Linked DNA regions of Rattus norvegicus: region 1 is linked to region 2. Evidence: chromatin contacts called from public Hi-C data. All regions are on one chromosome and are shown on one strand. The core of a region is the stretch at or near the end of the contact, and the rest is flanking DNA. Distances in the headings are between cores, read along the strand shown.

What was found. Hi-C and Micro-C count contacts between places; a contact is called where the count stands out from the background.
Region 1: a Hi-C map of the Rat2 cell line shows a contact between it and region 2, with 4 times the contacts expected there. The contact joins the promoter of Ednra here to the enhancer-like site in region 2.

What each region holds. Positions count from the first base shown.
Region 1 is chr19:47,136,087-47,139,466 of GRCr8, forward strand. It overlaps Ednra (endothelin receptor type A), which reads left to right and starts at 1,838. Exons shown (of 8, transcript NM_012550.2): 1 at 1,838-2,073.
Region 2 is chr19:46,850,928-46,854,118 of GRCr8, forward strand. No RefSeq gene overlaps it. Among named protein-coding and RNA genes, the nearest start is that of Ttc29, 200 kb to the left of the region's middle. Within about 2 kb of position 1,359, at least 3 of the 93 cell types and tissues checked have an H3K27ac peak or open chromatin away from gene starts, as enhancers often do.

The sequences.
Region 1 (3,380 bases), core at 588-3,087, 290 kb after region 2:
TTCCCAAGGTCGCCTTTCACCCCCACACACTCACATAAATAAACACATTTCCCAAATAGGCCAGTTTGCTGGAATCCTTTCTCTCTATATATATTTAATACAAACACTCGCCTGAAGTAACTTGATGTTAACCAAGCATGCACCTTCCTGCTGATCTGTCTCTTGGGCCCAACCTTAGAAAGAGCACAGCCTCTCTCTGGCTATAACACCAACCTTGTCTGCCCATTTTATAGACCTATGCAGGAGTGGCCCCTTGGTAATTTTGGGCGTAATTATTTGGGGAGCATCGCTGGCCTCCCACTGCTGTTGCCCACAGTAGACAGGAGCTTGCCTCTTGTTATCTTAGCTTATTTTCTAGCTTCATTTATGTTTAAATAGTGAACGTCCTAAGGAGTATGAAAGAGAAACGTTTAGTGCTTAGTCCACATGACAGTGGGATCAGCAAGAGGTGGGGGAACCTAGGGGTGTAAAGAAGATGAGGCTGACAGACATGCTCAGTTATACAGACGGTGCACTGTATGTCACCAGGGAGCAGGGCCTGAGACCCCGTACATTTCACAAACCAAGTTATGATCAGTCTTCTGGAAGGAGGCAGTAACTTTCCTTCCTGGAAAATAATGTGGCCAAGCTGTCGCCACAAAAGCTAACCCCTTCGGAGCAGACTGAGACGATTATTGTGGGTCCTTCCTGGAGAAACTCTGAATAAGCACCAGATTAGTGGACAGGGTAATGCCTGCCCCAACAGTACTAGGAGAATATTAAAATCCTTTCCACTGGGGTGTTCTGCTGATTGCTGTGACAGTTTTACAAAAAGGCCCCTGACAGTGGCGTCTCTGTGCCCTCCCCCTTTAATCAGGGATCAGTGGCTAACAGAATTGAGCAGAAGCTCCTCTGTCTCACTATCTGGACCAAGCCTTAAGTAGGTGGCATTTTCTATTTCCTCTCTTTTGGGATTTTTGTTCTTGGAATCTGGCCACCACACTGTGCGGGAGCTATTGCTAAAACCCATCCCTAGGGAAGATAAGTCCTATCTCCCTCTTCTCCGAGATGTCCCAAGAACAAACAGGTTCAATTCCACTGTAGATACTGTGGGGAAACAATGAGCCTCTTGGGCATCCATACAGTCAAGCCTCCTTCCCCAGGAGCCCTGGTGTTGGGCCCTTATCTCTCCTCCCACTCCCCCATCTTATCATACAAACTTAACACAGTCCGTGATAAAGACACTCTCTTCTGAAAGGTATCCCCATTGTCATTTCAACTTTCGGACATGATTATTTCTTGGAGCACAACCTAGAACTTTCCACAGACCCCCCAGCTCCCCTGTGTGCCTTGGGTTAAGGCTTTGTTATCCTGCAGGGCACACTTGAGCTAAAGACCTGTCCACCTGGATTCTTTAATTTCCTCTAAAGTGAAGAGTACTAACAAGCTAAGCAAAGTTGATAGGGGACAAAGGAGACATAGCCCTTGTTCCCTGGCTTCCCCTGCTCATCAAACTCTCCCGTACTCACTGCTCAAGTGTCTTGAATTTCTTCCTAAAACTCTACACAACCTTGTGTCTGGTCTGTTATTCTATACTTTTCAAACCTACCCATCCTAGACTAACCCCCAGCTTCATCTCAGGAAGGAAATAGTTAAAGATCCCTGCCCTTCAGGGCCTGGCGGGGGCAGCAGCATCGCAGCTTGGTGGCTGCTCCCTGGAGGGCAGGCGGGATAGCGCTCCTGCAGTTCGGTCCCAGAGTAGAGAAGGTCTGGGAGTCTGGAGCCTAAGGAGGATCGCGGGAGGCGTGTTCCTCCAGAGTTTGCTTTTCCTTGGGAGCCTCGCGCCCACACCCATCCCCTCTGGTCTGGCAGCTGTGTCTAAAGAGGTGGGGAGCCTCTCTCTGATCCAACGGACCATCGCAGGAGCTTGCAGGCTGAGCGAGATCTCCTCTAGAGAAGCCGGGCCGTCCTGGGAAGTTTCCTCCAGCCGAGACTGGGCTGCAGCCCTGGTCGCGCGCCACCCTCGAACTCCAGCTCAGGCTCCGTCTGGCTCCGGCGCGGACCTGGCGCTGTCTGCGTCCGAGGAGCTCTAAGGTCGGTGCAAGCCTTTCCTTCTGAGAACCAGGGCTGAGACTAGGGGCAGGGTTGCCACCCGGGGAACCGACTGGGAGGAACAGGGGTGTCGCGCAGCGCCGGCGAAACACAGCAGCGGGGCCTGGCACCTACCTGCCCGGGCGCCCAGTGTGAGGCGCTTTCCTGGGAGAAGAGCGCTGGGGGAGGGGGGTGGACACCAGACACGACGATTGAGCTTTGACTCGGATTTTTAGGAAAGGGGAGCCTAGAAGTTCGCCCAGGGGATGTCTTTTTCTCCACAGGCAGGCAAGAGCTTTCAAGAGCATCCACACCCAGGGCGCTTGCTCCAAAGCCTCCTGGTGAAGTTGGTCTTTTCTAATTCCGCACCCTGGGTGTGCGTAGGCTACTGTGAAGAACCGACTTCTGTGTACCCCTCCTCACACCACGATGGCAGCTGGGGTTGGAAATCTGCCTGTTGTTGGAGGTCTGGGCGGTTTGCTCTGGGCTGCCCTGTCCTTTAAAGGGCACTTGTTGCCTTTCATGTGCAGAACACTGGGACTGTTTGTAGATAAGCCACCTCTGATTACACCACCCTAATGGCCTCACCTCTGCAGACCCCAGGCGAAGGTATATTAAAGTCAGAGGGTGCCCCCAAGGAGAGTGGGATAATTTGTCTTATCCAGAGAGCAAAAGCACAGAGAACTCGAGAAAAAGTTCTTAGTTTAATACACAACACACACACACACACACACACACACACACACACACACACACACTTGTAGTTGTTTCTGGTTTCCTCACAACCACCAACTCATCTGTTTTTTAAAGCTGGGCTAACTGAAACACTTCAGCAACCACATCACATAAATTACCTGACTTAAACTGTGCAGTTTGGGTGCTGTTGGAATTTCCAAATTCCTAATGGCAAGTGAACATTTGTCCTGAGAATCTGATACATCAAATAAAGCACTGAGGGGTCAGCTTTGTGTACCACCAAACTCTAGGCCCACAAAAGGAAAAAGGCTGAATCCGTAGACATGTCCTTCTGGTCCGCATGCGAGTTGCTTCTCCAGAGCTCTGGCTGACTACAGCAGACAATGCCTGTCGAAACTTAACTAGAATACACTGAAATGAGCTACAGATCCGTCCCTGGGAAAGCATGTACTCGAAAGAGGTTTCTTTTATTTGGTTTTGTGTTTTTTCACTCTGTGGCAATATGGCATCCACATGTTTTTGACAGATGTCCCTTAGATGTGGTGAGCTGACAGAGGTGTCAAGAGAAATGAGTTCTTGGTAGTGTCTTTGTTGGGGGAAAGGAAGGAAGGAAG
Region 2 (3,191 bases), core at 109-2,608:
CAGGTGATGTGGATACTCATGCAGCCACTGGCTGTGATGTTGACTCAATTCCTATACATTTTATTTTTCATTCTGTAAAATGAGATATTGTAAAAATGCACCCAATGATGCATACAAAGATGCCAGGCTCTGCTTAGCACAGCTATCATGAAGTATACTTTGGCTGTTGATTTTTCTGGTCTACTCAATGCTAAGAAACCCATGCTTATAAAACCAAGTATAACTGTCAAACTATTTTAAAATGGAGTATTAGTTTTCTTCAGCTATTTTGGGATTTCTGAACTGTGCAATAAATATACACACACACAAAATGATCTCTACGACATAGAATTGAACTCACGTATTAAAATCACAGAGTCCATTTAGCAAGCTTTCAAAGAAATTAATCGGGTTTTAGGCCCGATTTTGAAGCTAATCGTAGTAAAATGGAGAGGTTCTTTCTCCAGAAGGTAGCAATTCTGCCTGTTTGAAGTTAGGACCAACTATACACATGCTGAATAGGATTAATGAACTGAGTCTCAAAGGACAGACACATCACTAATTGTCCCTTTCCCAACTGGAGGCAATAACAAACACTGGTACCCACTGAATGAGGCGGTATCTGTGTAGAAGCAGAAAAAACTGTCACCATCCCTGTTACTGCCTCGGTCTACATCACAGCAAAAAGGTACACAGTTGGATGGACTCCGTCCGCCCTCTCTTCAACAGCTTCTGTGCGGCACACTCCTAGATACGGCTTTTGTTTTGCCTTATCCATCTACTCACTCATTTTGAAAATTACTTTTTATTAAAGCAAAGTAACAAAGAAAAATTAACAGAAATAAGCCAATGAACACATCACACATCATTCTACACACTAAACCATTAAAAACATACAAATATCTCGTGTGTGTTCCCATGATCATCATGTGAACTTGTATCCCTCACATCATAATGATAAATAAATATTTTTAGATCGTAACTAAATTGTATATGGTATCATTTATATGGTATCATTTTTGAAAAGAGGGGATATTTCATTTAAAGATGCTTTACCCACTATGATCTAAGATTTAGTGGTCTATTGTTTTCTGAAGTCTCTGGATATACATCAGTAGGTAGTGGTAGTTCTGCCGGCAGGGTGGTTTGCAGGAAAGCAATTTTTGAGAGTGTTGTCTCCAGAACATTTATTGAAATTGGTGTTTTTGGAAGCGGAGATATAAACTAATTCCTTGGTAGAGAAGAGGAAGGCTGTCTTGACGGACATAGAGGTAGTCATCTGATGCATCAGGAGAGTTTTCAAACCATTGGGTGCCCATCCCTTCACATGTGAAGCTGGGTGCTGTTTGCTGGCTTGCAAGTTTAGGGCACGGCCACTAGAGGGAAGAGTTTCACGTCATCTTGAATAGACAATGCTACTTCCTTTCGCACATACTCTAGTTTTCTTGATTAACAGAAGAGAAGAAAACCGAGAAAAGTAAGATCGCTGTCATAAGAGGAGAGCTGTTGGCACTCAGAAGGAATAAAAACCAAGAACTGAAAACATTTTGCAAATATGGAGAGAAAATAAAAAGCACACAGAGCAGTCTAGTGATCGAGATTGTATTACGATAGCCATCTCCTCCAAGAAGACAAAGGTGCAATAAGACAATACCAGCTACAGCAGGGACCAACTTGTATTGAATACACATTTCGTATTATTAAAAACTTGTTTTAGAGATGAAAAGACCAAGCACACAGTTCCGTAACAGCTTTTAGGAGCTTGGAAAATGTTTACACCTTCTGTAACCACAGCATCACATTTGAGGCTTTTGCCTGCCCTGCGTCCAAGAAAAAAAATCAAGTCCAGGGTCGGGGAAAGAGCTGTTGACATGAAGATGTTATACGGCTTCCCGGCATTAGTCACACCAGCAGGATTTAGAAGCAAACCAACTGCTTAATATGAGGATTACAAAACAAAATAGCATAGTCACTATTTGTCAGAATTATAAAGATTTTCTTATGAAAGGAAAAGAGAATTAAAGAAATATATTTATAGCATTAGAACTATATGGATCATACAGAAAAATAAAGTCCTAGAAAAGCACTTTTAAAACATTATCCAAGAGATCGTGTGAAGTTCGTGTGCTCCTGGGAGCCCAGAGCCTACACAAGCTCAACTGGATCCTTTAGTGAGCAGACAACTGCCATTGTCTGCCAACTTTCTGACTGGCCATATTTATGCTGGTGAACTTTGTCTCTCAGTGTGCCACAGATCCATCAATAATAGTCACCGTTCTCAGTGGCAGCAACAACACATCCGATACATGCAGCTTTAAAAAACATTGCTCAGCTACGCCGAGTCCGGTTTCTGGAGATACAGCGTCATTAGGAGTCATGTGATACCTCCAACGGAATGGTAACCCAAAAGCGAACAGAAAGGAAGATTCGGATGGATCTGGACTTCCAACAGAGCACAGGTCACTGAAATGGACACAAAGTCACAGAACACAGGAGGGCCAGTCATCTCAGGAGCTATGCGTAAAGAAAGACATCAGGGTTTTACAAGCCATCGAGAGTCACTTCTCTGCATCTGAGTTCCTTTTTCTACCCAGCTGCTCTCTGTGATTACTAAACCTCTCATGGTGATCTCTCGGGGAGAGATACCCAGAATCTTAGCCTAGTCCACAGAAGAACGGAATGGATGCAACCCCCCACCCCCACCCCAAAAATCCCCTACATTTTCCTAAAACTCTGCAAGTATTAAAACTGGGCGGTGTGTCTTTTTGAGAGCAAAGCTGGTGGTGTAGAAAACTGTGCCCAATCTTTAAAGCGTGTCCCTATAACTACACATAGGTGTGCCTTTCCCCAGTCAGGTCTGTTCCTTTAAGTGGTTATCCACCACTAGAAAAGAGGGAGCCAGCTAATCCAGGGAGCATCCAGCTGCTAGGCAAACCTCACAGCTGTCTTGCTTCAAACCTCCTCGTTCCCTGGTCCACACTGAAAACATGCAAGTTTAAGAGAGTTTTTAATTAGCGCTTCTTTAAAGCACCCTCACTGATGGCAGGGGATCATGACAGAAAAGCATTCCTAGCACCACAATGGAGTGGAGCAGAAAAACAATGTAACAATAGCATTCCCGTGTGGCTGAGTAAGGCAGGCAGAGGGTTTTGTTAGAGCAGTTGTCAGAAACCAGTAAACCCTAGGCAAACAGTGATAAAGACCGATCTTAG